Regions from separate parts of the Gossypium hirsutum genome. Here region 2 is linked to region 1. The links are chromatin contacts, called in public Hi-C maps. All regions are on one chromosome and are shown on one strand. The core of a region is the stretch at or near the end of the contact, and the rest is flanking DNA. Distances in the headings are between cores, read along the strand shown.

The links. Hi-C and Micro-C count contacts between places; a contact is called where the count stands out from the background.
Region 2: a Hi-C map of leaf shows a contact between it and region 1, with 4 times the contacts expected there. The contact joins the promoter of LOC107916629 here to the promoter of LOC107916527 in region 1. A contact is called at or near these places in 4 of 34 Hi-C or Micro-C datasets (leaf and petal).

The regions. Positions count from the first base shown.
Region 1 is chrA01:94,923,691-94,931,490 of Gossypium_hirsutum_v2.1, reverse strand. LOC107916527 (non-specific lipid transfer protein GPI-anchored 1) reads left to right here and starts at 2,131. Exons shown (of 2, transcript XM_016845794.2): 1 at 2,131-2,793; 2 at 2,877-3,315. The coding sequence starts at 2,454. The coding sequence ends at 3,103. LOC107916526 (YTH domain-containing protein ECT1) reads right to left here. Exons shown (of 8, transcript XM_016845793.2): 6 at 7,365-7,800; 7 at 6,535-6,747; 8 at 4,140-5,945. The coding sequence ends at 5,631.
Region 2 is chrA01:95,244,488-95,252,090 of Gossypium_hirsutum_v2.1, reverse strand. LOC107916629 (60S ribosomal protein L17-2) reads left to right here and starts at 4,113. Exons shown (of 7, transcript XM_016845943.2): 1 at 4,113-4,429; 2 at 4,522-4,558; 3 at 4,668-4,708; 4 at 5,361-5,591; 5 at 5,680-5,782; 6 at 5,863-5,930; 7 at 6,020-6,279. The coding sequence starts at 4,427. The coding sequence ends at 6,073. It overlaps LOC121207165 (small nucleolar RNA snoR74), which reads left to right and starts at 5,064; the gene lies at 5,064-5,193.

The DNA.
Region 1 (7,800 bases), core at 882-3,381:
ATTTTTAATGAAATATACATGCCTATGGTGTCTGTATTTGTGATTGTACGTACAACCTACCTTATGTTACCATTAAACTGAACACATGATAAGCATGCCTTTTTGTTACTGAATCGATCTATTTTAAGCATAATATCTGCCACTGTATCGAATTGTTATAAGCATAATGATTGCTACCTCATTGTTCTGTCAAAAGCATATTAAATGCTACTGTATTGATCTGTTTTAAACATGTCATATTACATTGTATGGGGTGGGACGATATGTACAAAGGAATTTTTAAAAATTTTAAAAAAATTCAACATATTTTTCAAAAATTCAAAATTTTATAAAAGTTCCAAAATTTATTTTTAAAAAAATTATAAAAAATTTTTAAAAAATTCTAAAGAGTATATAAAGAAAGTTAAATTTTTAAAAATTTTCTAAAATAATAATTTTGGAACCTAAATTAATTAATTAATGATTCAAGTTATACTAAAGTATTTTTTTCTTATTTTGCTTTGAAAAAGTTCTGAAATATACATGGTTTCAAATTTATATAGTCTAACATGAAATTAATTATACTAGAATAAGATTTTAATTTTTTAATTTTTTAATTTAACTAAAATAATTTTACTCGATTTAGTTTGACTTGACTTAGATTTCATTTCACTCGACTTGATTCGAAAAATTCAAATCAAATTAAAATAATAAAATAAGACTTATCAACTCAATTAATTTAAAAATTTTCACCCGATTCAATATAATGCTTATACTTAATCCTATGAACTCATCTATCATGTTAAGATAAGATTTATCTCTTTCGTTAAGGCCATTGAACTTATAAAACAGAAAAGGACACTCACCTCATCCATTTTCAATAATGGGAGCTTATAAATGAGACTGACCTACATTTTGATCCTAGGGTAATTACCCTTTACTTTCCACCCTATACATAAATGTGTCATTTTTGTTTTATCCCCGTAGACATCAGGATCAGTGTGTTTTAATATTATCATTTTGAATTTATTTGTATTTTAAAAAAATTCTTTTATATATAAATATAGCTCAATTGCATATATATACATATATATACAATTATTTGTATAAAAATATTAATTATGTTTAATAATTAATTAAGTGATTATATTTTAATTTTTAATGTTATATAAAAAGTAAAATAATTAAGATACAAAATTAAATTTTAATTTAAAATATTAAAATTTTATACTAACATATATGAATCTGTATAACCATTACAAATAAAAATTTACGCAGATAAAAAAACCAAACATAATTGTTTCCATTTATTATTGGAACGGGATGTTTGATTATATCTATCATATTTAAAATATTATATACCTAAAAAAATCTTATTATATTATTATATAATTTTATTATATTTATATTTGTACATATTAATTCAGATTATTTTTTACTTAGTTCGATCCTTCAACAATAAATACACATGAATTAACGGTTGATATCAAGATTTTAACAATATTATCAAAGATTTGGCAAGATCCGAAAAATCAATTAATTAAATCAAAAAAATTACGAAATTTAATTATTTAAATAAAAAAAATTACGAAATTTAATCATTGAAATGAAGTGTACTTACCATTTTTTGGCAAAAATATCAAATGTTATTAACGACAATTCTGAATACCAATAGAAATTAAAGGATTGGGGAACAATTCAATAATGAAAGAAAAAGAATCAACAGTCCAAAGATTGAAAATATGGTGCAAGAATGAAAGAAAAAAAAAAGAATTTGAAAAATGGGCAAAGTGAAAACCAAAATAGGAGAAAGAATTGATTACATATCTAGGGTTAGTAAACCATAGGTGCGACACAAGTAGTTTACTCAAAATTGCCGAAAATAAAAAAAAAAAAATTGAAAAGATAGGCACTTAAATTTGGGTCTAGAAAAGTATTCTAGCACTTTAACCATAAAACCTATAATTCATTTCTTGTTTAATCTTAATTCTTAGTCTTATATATTTTAAGGTGGCAATAAATATTTGACTCAATTTAAATTAAGTATCCAGCTCCCAATTTTTAGCACACTAACCTATATAATTAATGAAGTTCCAATTTCCAAACCGCAAACATTTAAAACTTTCCTATGTTAAAATAAAATTTCTAATTAATTTACCAACCAATTGTCACCACGGTTGGCTGCCCAGCGCAACCTCATTTAAACTCCTCTTTGTAAAACCAACAACTTGTCACTCCCTACCTTACTCTGCTTGCCGCCCAACTAATGAGAGGGGGCCTCCATTTATATCTTAACATCACCACAGCTGATTCCACATCAGGTGTGACATATCAACGCTCCACAAACAATCCTCTCTTTCCATTCAAATGCACATCATTAATACTAAACCCTAAAATTTCAGTCTTCCATAAATATACGCATTCATAGGTAGTTCCAAGATATTTTTGTGTGAAGAAGACTCTGAACTCAAACAATGGGAAAGGGTTGGGCAGTGAAGGTGATGATGATGAGTTTGGTGGTGGTGGTTGGTGCGGGTGATGAGAGTGGGTTAGCCAAAGAGTGCAGCAAAGATTTACAGAGCGTGATGACTTGTTTGAGCTTTGCGCAAGGGAAGATGGAGAAACCTTCAAAGGAGTGTTGCAGTTCGGTTTCGAGTATAAAAGAAGAAGAACCAAAGTGTTTGTGTTATATTCTTCAGCAGACCCAGGCATCCGGGGCTCAGAATCTTAAGAGCTTAGGCGTTCAGCAAGATAAGCTTCTTCAACTTCCTTCTGCTTGCCAGTTGAAGAACGCTAGCGTCACTGACTGCCCAAGTAAGTAGTAACCTCTCTTTTCTCTCCTTTTGCTTTGATATGTAATAAAATTAGTGCATGTTGTGTTTGGAATGAATGAATAGAGCTTCTTGGATTAGCACCAAACTCACCAGACGCGGCTATATTTACAAATTCTTCCTCAACACCGACGACGCCATCCACCGGGACACCGTCAAGTGCTTCAGAGAATACTGATAATAACTCCGGTGGAACAAAGTTAGAAACTGCTCACTTGGTTGGTTTCACGTTACTGGTTGCATCGGCATCATTTTTGTATGCACTCCCACCGGGATTGGCTTCCCTGTTTTAGGCGGTGTGCATGCATGGGATGGGAGTGAACTAAAAATGCTTGAAATTCCTTTTGTTTTCGTGTTTTGTTTCAGCTGCACCTGCAACATGATTTTACCATTCTTGTACTTACTTTCTTAACTTCAATCATCATATTTAGGGGAGATGTTAACTCTAGGTACTTGTTTCATGATTTTTTTTTTAATAATAATTCGACTTGGGTGATTGTTTGAATATTCTGATACTTAGTATATTAGTACTTATTCTGTGATTTACGTTGGTTAATTATTTTCGGATTAATATGTTCTAAATTTTTGGTATATTAGTACATATTCTGCGATTTACGGTGGTTAATTATTTTCGGATTAATATGTTCTAAATCTCTATTTTTTTATATTTAGATTGAATGAATGTATAAACATATGTCATCCGTGATTGAGAAAGAAAAGAAAATGGATATCAACTATAGTATTTTGTTGGATTTTACTATGATTTTTCTAAATTAAAATGGTTTTAGTTCAATTTATTAATTTATAATAAATTCATAATTTTTTAGATAAGTTATACCTAATCACTCAATTATCATAAATTTTCATTTTAATAAAAAAAATTACCCACTATGGGTATATTAGCCGATTGAATTCCAACGTGGTTGGCCAGATCATATTTTTTATTTTCTATTTTGGATTTGTATAATATACATCTCTTTTTCTTTTTTGTTTTTGCTAATTTTAGTCACTAACATTTTACTATAAATCACTCTAAACCCTAGTCGCCGTTAGATCTATCGCCACCGTCGGAGTGTCAATCGGAGATCGCCGATCTATAGACTTCTGTCTCTATGGTTTAGATTTCCTTGAAAGATGCCCGAATCCTTCGAAAACCCAAGAAATGTTCGAAGCCAAAAATGCAAGTCGGCCGCTGGTAGCTGTCTGGTTGGCTTGGTTCCGAAGTGTGTTGCTCCTTTTGGTCGGAGCTACTCTTTCACTGTTCAGATCGTCAAACCACCTCCTAGATCTTGCTATTCGAACTTAAGATGCTTCATTTGTTTTTGCTTGTTTATTTCGTTTCTGACCTTTTTGGGGTTTTCAGTTTATGATTTGGGGCTTCCAAAACAAGGAGCTTCTTAGGTGTTTTTTTTTTCCTTTGGTTGTTGGTTAATTTAGGTTTTGGTCTGCAAGTTGTTTGGGTATAAGAATTATTAGGTTTTTTTAGTTGGGATGGTGGAGTATGGCAGTGGTTGACTTTAGGTGTAGAGTATGATAAAAGTTTTGAAGATGGAAATTGAGGGTTGAGGCAAGATTGAATGAGAGCGGAATGGTGGGTGTTGAAGGTGGAGCTGAGGGTGATTAATGATGGAGAAACGACTATGGAGGCAGTGTGTCGAGGTTGAGTATTAGTTGCTTGTACTCGGAGGATGGTGGAAAATTAAAAAAAGAATTATTTGGTGGGAAAAAAAAAGCTGATTTGGCCAGCCCGTTGGTATTCCGTTTGTCAATAGAATCATAGTGACCAAAATGAAAACAAAACTAAACATGGGTGTTAAATTGTAAACTTCTTTTTTGGTTGCAATTTACCCCTCCCTTTAAATAAAATTAAAATCCACCTTGATGAAATTGGATTTGGGTCTGCCCAATGACTTTGATATTCGGCTCAATTCTTGAGGAAAAAAAAACTATTAGACATTAACCATAACGTTTTCAAAACTAATTCAAACCCAACAATTATCATACGATTTCGAGGCTGACATTAGGCCCGTGAAGCCAGAACACTGAACAGTGAACACACTTGTCTGGACAAGAACTGCCTCACATGCCGATACCACAAAGACACCACCGCTACACATGATTGAAGGCATTAAAAATATATTGCTATACTCATAATTTTACTAATAATCTGTTCTGAACCTCTACATACCGCATTCCAGTCCCAGAGTGCAAACTACAATTACCATACCCATTTTGGACTGTTGGGACCTTTTCTACCAATTTTTTGTTTTCTATTATATTTTCCTTTATAACTAACGCAGCAAGTTTAAAATTTGAAGAAAGAAAAAGAGCAAAGGACTAGAGGTGAAGCCCACCCAAGTCCAGTCTATAATGCTATCCTAGTACCCACCATCCACACACACAAAGACAGACAGGCTCCTAGAGAATTAGACTCCCAACCTTTTCATACAACTTCACCATTTCTCCTTGTAAGTTTCCTTTGCTTTTTGTAAAGAATAAAATTAGTTAGATATATTAGCTGAGGTATATATAGTGTATACATACGATATAAAGTTATGAACCAAGTCTATCTTACGGACTGCTGCAGAATATGTCTATCTAATCTAAACAAATAAAATCCATAAACCAAGATAACCCAAACTAGGTGCCTTCTCAAAACTTGCGAGGCAGGAAATAATAAAGAAACAAACACGAGATCAACGTAAGAGATGGCATTGGTTGGATTTAAACCCACTTTTCGTAATATGCGTATAAAGGTATAAACTGTCATTCCCTACCCATCATATTTGTTTCCTTGTTGGCCAAATTTGTAGTTGCACCCTATCTACCATGGCCTCCACAGGCAGCAGAGAGCACCTTTCCAGTTCCTCCGCCTGCTTGCTCATTCTCGTTTAACAAAAGAACTTCTGCAAAGCTCTTGGACATTTTCTTCACGATATCATTAGGGAGTGAGACGAGGTTTGATGCTTCACACACTAAATCATCGGAAGCCACTAGGCTGGTTAGCTGCCTGGCCTTCCTTTCCTGCATTGCTTTTTGCCGCTCTTCGTAAAAATAAAAGTCATCAAGGATTGAAGAATGACTTTCATAATTCTTGAAAATGTTTATCATCTCAATGCCCTGTTCAAACTCCACCTGCAAATATTATTTGATGCAGCAGCTTCAGATACCATTCAATCGCGTTGCAATGAAAGACAAGAAAGATTATACCTTACTTGATGTAACCACACTCAGACAAAATAAGTACAATGGTGCAGAAACTGGATTCATAGGAAGGACGCATCATCAGGTCTTACATATCAGCAATGCATGTGCGATTTTGCTTGCATGCTCAATACCTCTTACATGACAAGTTGATGTTAATGCAATGCATGCCAATTCACAAATTCAAATGGAAACAAGGTTGGTTATCTTCTAGCTCTGTAATGTACATTGTCTCATTGAGTTTATCCAGTTATACATCTTACATTTCAACAAAAATCGTAAGTACACCCAAGTATCTACTTGAGAGAAAAAAAAAAAAACAAGTGAGCACTGGAATTGTAGACTAGTTTCATGTTAGCTTTGGTCAAATAGAATTCAATTATGGACTAACACAATCACCTCATTAGCTCTAGTTAAAATAACCACGATGAAACTAATATATGAATGCAACCGGACACACCAAAAATCTGATCAGCAAGCAAAAGTGACCATACAGTGTCAACTTCAAATGCATCCTTACCTCTTGAGTATCTCTACTGTTAGTAACAGGCTTGTTGTCATTACTTTCTAGTAGAATGTGGCGGAACTGACTATTGGGGACATCTTTAATAATGTGCCACTTTACAGGGAATTGCCCAGACCACTTATTCTGAAGCCAATAATCCACACTTTTATCAAAGTCAACAGGTCCCACCATCTCAGCCACTCCACAAAACTGAGCGCTAGCATTGACCTGCATGCATAACATATGAACAACTAAGTTAATTTCATTTTCTCATTCGTGGTCTCTACTTACAAATAAACTAGAAGGAAAGTACATGTATTACGTACTAGGGATTTCAGCTACTAGTTCATAATCATTACCGCTTACTGAATTCTATCTATCAACTATTTTAGTAAGTTAAATTGAAGGGTTAATGTATTTTTTGGCCCCTGAACTTGACATTTTGGTCCAGTTTGGTACTGGTACTTCTTTTATCCACTTTGGCACCTGAACTTAGATTATGTAAAAGTATGATTTCATGGCACTTTGAGATTGTGCACAGCATCACCTGAAAATAAAATAATTATATGAAATCTAAAAAGTAAAAAATTAAAAAAGTTTCAGGTGATAACATGACACAATCTCATAGTGCCATGTCATCACACTTACAAAATCCAAAATTGGGGACTAAATGGGAAAAGCTGTCAAGTTCAGGTAACAAAGTTGACAAAAATACAAGTATCAAAGTGGATCTATATCAAGTTTATGGACCAAAATTTACATTAACCCTAAATTAAATGACAGCATCATTTTTTGTTTTTCATTTTTCCTCTCCAACATCAGGAATTCAATATAAGGTAGATTACCGAAAATAAGAGAAAGACAGGGCATGTTCCTTGTTTAGCTTTTGCCTCATGATAAGCAGTATCTAATTTTTTGTTGCCAATAGGAGTGCTTGCCCAGACACCATACTTAATGCTCTTGTGAACATTATCTTCACTATAAGATTTTATCACAAAGAACTTGGCACCCTCATAATCAGTGACAAAATTCTGTCGGTTGTAGGATCCATTGGTAATGCCATTAATTGTGCCATTCTTGCTGCTATCAACAATAAAACCCTTCGTAGTTATCTGTGTTTTCGGCTTAAATGCCCTAGGTCCCCTATTACGCTCACTTAGTGTATCAAGCGTTACAGTACAACTGCAGGAGAAGTCATTGCAGCTCCCTCCTTGTCTTGCTTCAGCAAGCGTAGGCCAGTTATGACCACTTATTCCTAAACTATTAGTAGAGACACTGCCA
Region 2 (7,603 bases), core at 2,864-5,363, 320 kb before region 1:
TGTTTTCTCTAGGGTATTGGAGTGAATGAAAAGATATAGACATAACTATGACTGACTAGATTGGCAATACATCAGATTGAACCTAAGTAGAATGGATCCTAAAATTTTTATGGATTTATTCACTTGTGATGTTCATAGTATGGCATACCTCAATCCTGAGTGGATGATGGGCTATGTGTGTGTAACTCGTACACTTTGATGTAAATAAAAGCTTGAGTTTGAATAGATAAGGAACTGAAAGCTGGTGCGTTGGGTATACTACTTCTGCAGTATGTATCGTCATTCACAACAGTGGAATTCATAGCCTGAGACATCGTCTTTGTGATGGATGACTTGATTATTATTTGATAGTAATTGACTTTTCATGAAGAAAGATGTAATGATTACCATGAGATAAAATAAAATCATATTGGGAGAAATGATATTATCCTAAATAGATTAAGGATATCCTATGAGGGTAACACATTTATGACAAGGTTATTGAACGAGCACTAATCGAGTTGCTTTCATAATGGTATGTTGTTGGGGAGAACTCAGTGACGATACTATAGTGAAATGACTTCATGACCAAATGAGGTTATAATTAATAGGCGAAATGCTGGAAATTAATTATAAAACATTTGAGCCTCAATTGCATATGTCCAATCGGTCCCTTCTTTGGCTCGTTGAAACTATAAATAAATTGCATGTCGAACCAAATGAACAAATATGAATAGGAATGGTGAAATAGAGAAATAAGAAATGTTTGGAAATGATTATGCTTTTCTCCAAAAACGAAAATGAAATGGAGAAATAGAATCATTTGGAAATGAATATGGCTTTCTCCAAAATAAAAATGAAAATGATCTGAAAAATGAATTTGTGTTTTTCGAATTAAATCAAGTTCTAAAATGGAAATAAATCATTTGGTTATAGTGAACCGTTGAATGTGGAAAATGTTAAATATATTTCTCATAGATTCCTTTTCGTAAAGTCGTCATGATTTTAACGGAATTAGAATTGGGATAAGAAAATTATTTAATTAGAAATATATTGAAGTTTATTTTTGGGAAATAGAAAAACAAATATTGGATTGGATCAGATTATAAAATATTGAATTAAAAGCCCAAAAATTACTTGTAATTTGACCCAATATGGAAGGGACAAGCCCTTTATGTTATAAGATGGGACCATAGTATTATTAACTAACGTTGCCGCCCCCTACATCCTAGTTGAACTAGGATTTCATTTTTCTAATTGAAATAAACCTCCATAATTTAAAAGGGTTCTACCTTATCTTTCTATAAATAGATGGCACTGGCAGGGCTACACACAACTTTCAAATATTGTTACTCTACCGAAAAATAGAGATAATTTATTGTCAACTATTAAATATATTTTTCCAGAATAACAATTCTGACGATTTCTATTTTGAGAAGAGAATTTTCATTTTCACCCAAAAGAAAAGAAAACTATTTCTAGTTCTGTGTTTTGATTCGATTTGATCGAGCCCACACGCGAAGCAATTCGTGGTACAAAAATAGCAAAAAAAATTGTTTGGTTGAAAGCCAAGAACGATTAGGCTTCGTTTATCTGAAAACATAGGTATGATTTTGGTCTAGGGTTTATTACTATAAATATCACAAATCGGGTTAGCTTTCAAATTTTTTAATTTCTGCTATGCAAGAAAATATTTTCGAATCGAATTTTTTCCAATATGATATACTTTAGGACTCTAATATTAATTAAAAGTAGAATTTTATTTCATTTATACTCCACAAGTGGACTTAAGAAACTACCAAGTGTCCTTAATTGATATACTAAAAAAAATAAATAAATAAGAAACATGAAGGTTTCTTAAGTCCGCTTGTGGAGTTAAAAAACTCCATCACCAGTTTATCAAATAATAGTATATTTAAAGCAGATCATCTATACATTTTATTATAGATTGGAGAAACTATTTTATGGACCCTTCTCACCACATCATTTATAGTCCTTTTCCAATTATTTAATCATTATGATTCTTTTCTAATTATTTAATAATATTTCAGTAATTTTTCCATGATTAATACATAATTTTACTAATTTTTTTACCCATAACCTTAAAATCTTGAATCTTAAACCTTAAGCCCCGAACCTTAAATATGAATCTTAAATCTTAAACTTTGAACCGAATTTAAACCCCGAATCTCGAACCACATTCTTGGATGGTGCATCATCGTATCTCAAAACAACACCCATACAGTTTTCTTATATATATGTGTAAAAATTTCTCAGAATTCTTTTAAATGATCTTAACCGACAAGAAAGGTATGCTGCCTTTCATCAATCCAAATTAGTAAGCGGCTTCTAAGTGTATTAAAGAGAATGCAAGTTTTACTTTTTCTATCATATGTCACAGTTAGCTAATAGTACAATGAATGTCGCATGAGGGTTTCTTCATGGCTTCATCGGTTATCCCAACCACCAAACTCCCTAACCTTATACAAAGCACATGTCCTAATACTGTACTTCACAATTAGATGAATAATCGATAAGCTTCTTTTCTAGAGGTTTTTATGTTCATTAACATATTCATCAGTGGAGCACCTGCATTCGTGGCTCCTTGAGTACTAAATGATCCCATGCTTAGACTTACTATTCCTGAAAAAACCTGCCTTTTGCAAGTAAATTAAGAAATCTCTTTATGGGTTCCTATGCAAGGAAACAGCGTTGGACTGAAAAGGACACGTAATCTCAAAGCAGTAGAAGAGGAAGACGATGGCGATTGGGAAGCACCAAAACTGAAGCCGAAGAGAGAGAGAGAGAGAGAGGTATGATCGTTGAAGGGTTTTAAAAGTGGCTTGAATCAATGTGAAAGAGATGCTATTAGATTCCCCAAAGTTTTATAATCTTGTCTCCGAGATAATATGGACAACCATCCATGAGTTCTAGAGAATGTTCATTTTGATATTGTTGCAGTGAGAAGGGTGATTGGGAAGGGCAGAGACATCTGTGTCAAAAGACTCCTTGTTCATCTCTCCAATGCCTCAAAAGTTACACATTGAGTTTGTGTTGTGTAACCACAAGCTCTAATGTATTTGCATCCATCTTCCCGCACTACTTTTTTTTGTGCTTTTCTTAAATGTACCCAAAAAAGAAAAAGAGAAGTTGTATTTTGATATCTATATGTATATCTATCTAATTTTTAATTTTTTTTTATATATAAGTGTGAACACCATCTTAATTATTAAAACTGAAAGACCAAAATAAGTCATTTTATTATTTTATTTAAATTTAGATTAATTTATATTTAAAAATAGAGTTCACGTTATATATATATATTTATACATATTTAATCTACTTCAAAATGAATAAATTTAAATATAAAATTTTATTTAGTTTATTTAAATTTTAAATTAGTAATTGTTCTCTATTTAAGTGTGTTCGTAATCAATTTAATAAAAATAATATAGAGTTCTTATAATTAAGCCATTAAATTCTAAAGTTTTAAATTGATTTTTTGATAAAATTCGTTATAAGAAAGTTTTTTTTAACGTTAAATAGTTTGTGAATAAAATTATATTAAATGTATATATGTATGAAGGAATAGTTATATAAAATTTTAAATTAATTTATTTAAATTTTAAATTAGTAATTGTTGTCTATTTAAGTAGGTTAATAATTTAATTTAATTAAAATCTAGTTCATTAACTTATAATTAAGCCATAAAATTTTAAATTGATTTTTTTGATTTCATAGATAACATTTTAGAAATAATAATTTTATATAATATAATCTATTATATTATAATTATATTCATCATGTATTATCTATTAACTATTATGAAGTTGTTGACTATTAAAAAAATAAAAATTGAATTAAATATATTAATCCTTTTTTATAGTTTATACAAATACTTTAATAATGATTAGAAATATTTGTATTAACATTATATTTGATTAAAAAAACAAGTTATATATGTTAATTATATGTATTATTTTAAATAATTTTATTAGATATTTTTTTGATTTACTTCATTTCATATGAGTGTAGCATCACTATTTCTAGTCTTTATTATTGGATATAATGTTTAGAACTACCCATAGTCTCTCTTCAACCCTTAAAAAAGAGGATAACACTTCAGTGCACTTGAACTAGCATCTTCTTACACTAACAATAATACCAATGTCAACTGAACTAATACTCAATCGATTAAAAATATAAAGTAAAATTATATAAATTTGTTTATGAGATTAGAAATTAGTCATAGAGAAATATTTTGGGCCTATTGGGTCTGTAAAAGCTTCAAAACCTAGGTCTTGAACTGGGCACTCGTAAACTCGAGCCCTCTAAAGAAAGCACTGAAAAACCCTAGAATCAGATTCCTATATATTCTTATACCTTCCCCATTCTTTTACTTCCTCTTTTAGGCGGCAGAAGCAGCTTAGGCAACCAGTTCGCAGCCATGGTACTCATTTTTCTTTGTTTATATTTTAATTTCTTTTTATGAAATAATATAACACTAAACTCGATTTTTCTTTGAATCGTTTTTTTTTTCAGGTGAAGTATTCGAAGGAGTCAGATAATCCCACCAAGTGTAAAGTCCCACTTGTTCCTTTATTTTTGAGCATTTTACTTTCTCATTGTGCCTTTTTTTTATTTTTAAATGTGGGAAACTGATGATGGTTTGTGTTGTTTTTGTGCAGCCTGCAAGGCAAGGGGCTCTGATCTCAGGGTTCATTTCAAGGTATTACATTCTTATTTTGATATATTTTGATCTGATTCTTGACATAAAGTTACGGGCATTGATTTGCTTGTTGTTTAAGAACCTTTGTCTGTTCTATACGGTTAAAGATACGATAAATCATGTGAAACTAATGAATAGATTGGTGCTGCCGTTTTCTTGAATGCATAACCAGTCCTATTATTGTCGTTAGCGAATAATTGTAGCATCTAAGCAGCTGCTGTACGGCTCTTTTTTATTTTCATGCTTGTTTGGGGGAGGATCTTTAGGTTATTTTTGGTTATATTTTTAGGATGTATTGTTTATGCTGTTAGATATTTTCTTTTTCAGCGTAGTATTAGGATTCCTAAATCTGTTGGAAAAAGCAGGGTCTTGTTGCCTTTTTTGAGTGAGGCTCTCGTAAACTTCAGGAAAATTACTTGCATTGTTATGGGGTGAACCTCTGGATCTTCTTGGTGAATGAAGGCTCAGTAAATGATGCCTCATTTTGTAGTGCTTTGGGAAGACTAGCTTTTGGATTAGATATGGCACGGGATTGTGTTCGATTGTTCTTTGGGGTGTCTTGGCGTTTGTTGATATTCTGTTGCCCATTTGGTGATGTTTTTAATTAGCTGGTGGTCATCACTGAGTCTCACACCCTATTATTGCTCTATAGAACACAAGGGAGACTGCGTTTGCTATCAGGAAGTTGCCTTTGGGTAAGGCTAAGAGGTATTTGGAGGATGTTATGGCTCACAAACAGGCCGTACCCTTCAGACGCTTCTGTGGTGGTGTTGGACGTACAGCTCAGGCAAAGAACAGGCATTCTAACGGACAAGGTCGCTGGCCTGTAAAATCTGCCAAATTCATTCTAGATTTGCTGAAGAATGCTGAGAGCAATGCCGAGGTATGCTTACTCTTTTGGTTTTTTGGCTTTTTGCTGTTACTTGGTTTTTTTAGTTTCCGTTTGTAACAAATTGAAACTAACTTGTCAGGTCAAGGGTTTGGATGTGGATGCACTCTATATTTCTCACATCCAAGTTAACCAGGCTCAGAAACAAAGGCGTCGTACATACCGTGCCCATGGAAGAATCAATCGTATGACTTAGAACCATGAACTTGTAATTGTTTGTAGTGTATTTTATCCTTCTATGTTAATAAGATGGTTGTTTTGGCAGCTTACATGTCTTCTCCTTGCCACATCGAGTTAATTTTGTTGGAGAAGGAAGAGCCCGTTAAGAAAGAGGTAATTTATAACTAAACTTAAAATCTCCTTAATGAATGGAAACTATGCTGCTATCGTGTTGTTTTGTTGAAAATATGTTGTTCTTTCAGCCTGAGACTCAGTTGGCAGCTAGCAAGTCGAAGAAGTCCCAAGTATCTGTGTAGACGGTCAGCAAAAGATTGAAATTTTAGTCGATGAAGGAAGTTGTATCTGGGAAATGATTTCTGTCTTACTCTGCGAGTAAGTAGTTTTGATGTTTATTCAAAGTAGAAAGAGTTGTTAGATGTCTTTTGAAACCTTGTTTAGTCAAATGTTATTGATCTGAGATTCATGTTGGAGATTTTTGTTTTAATCCATGATTTTATATGAAGTTATTTTGTTGAGGAAAATAATGATGAGTGTTCATTGCCATAAACCATAATTAGGGAAAAAGGGATTAAAATTGCAAAAGGTGGTTGCTTACTTCTCTCAAGATTTAGCCATGGATTTCCAAAAGTTAGACTACTTTCTGTTGGCAATGAGTCTAAGATCAGCTTGGAAAAAATTGTTTGCTGATAAATTCGAAACTCTTTTACTGGCTATTTGTTCCGCCCATAAAAAGTAAATGAAAAAAAGAAGATTTAGAATTTATGAATAAAAGAAATTTATATAATCTTCTCCCTGATAGAGGAAAGCCTAAATTTGATATTTAATGTATATTTACTATAATTTAGTCGACAATTAGATTTGCTCATTTAAGTTTGATTCGCGAGATAGACTCTTAAATAAAATATTGAGGTTTTGCACAAGTTTTATGAAAATTGGTCATTTAGATTTCACCAAAAAATAAATAAAATTTGGTCATTTAATTATTTATACGCAAATTAATTTTCTTGCTTGTGGTATGTTTTTGCTTTTACACCACAAATTCGAGGAAAGAAAATGGAAGGTTAAATTTTGAAGTTAGTCCCCGTACCTGTGGATTTGTGCAGATTTAGTTATTTTATTTTATTTTAATTTGTTCAAAATTGGTCTCTCTTTTTATTTACTCATTTCCAGTCCTTCTGTTAGCTTTTTCTATTAATTTTATTAAAAAATAGGTAAAATTACAAATTTAGTTTCTCAATTTTTATAATTTTTGTCAATTTAACTTTTATTTTTTATGCTTTAATTATATAAAAAAAAACTTAAAAATTTATCGGACTTTCTCAAATGTGTCAACAAATTAGAGATGAAAAAAAAAAAACAAAACTTGCTATTAATCATTTCTACAAGAATTTAAGCTGCAATTCTCATTTAAATATTATAAAAAATCATAAGAAATTTAGTATTAATGAATCTAGTAAATGATATTGTGATGAACCCAATTTTCACTAAATCTAAGTAACTTTGATGTATGTTAAGAGATATAGTATACTTGCAACTGACAAGCTGGCGAAGCACTTGTCTCTCCAGGTCTTGGGGTATTTTATATCTTAGAGATATAATATAGGATTTTGTTTTCTTGCTTGCCTTTACTTTGATTGGCCATGTCTTGTCTTCGTCACTTGGAAACTCAAAATAAATTTTCATGTTTTATGCCAAATAGGTTGTCCATCATCTGAATCAATGTTATACACTTACTCTTACTCCTTTTTTTCCTATCTTTATATTGTTGACACATTTGAGAAATTTTTTGACTAGTCTTTAATCTTTTTAAAATTTTAATATCTTTT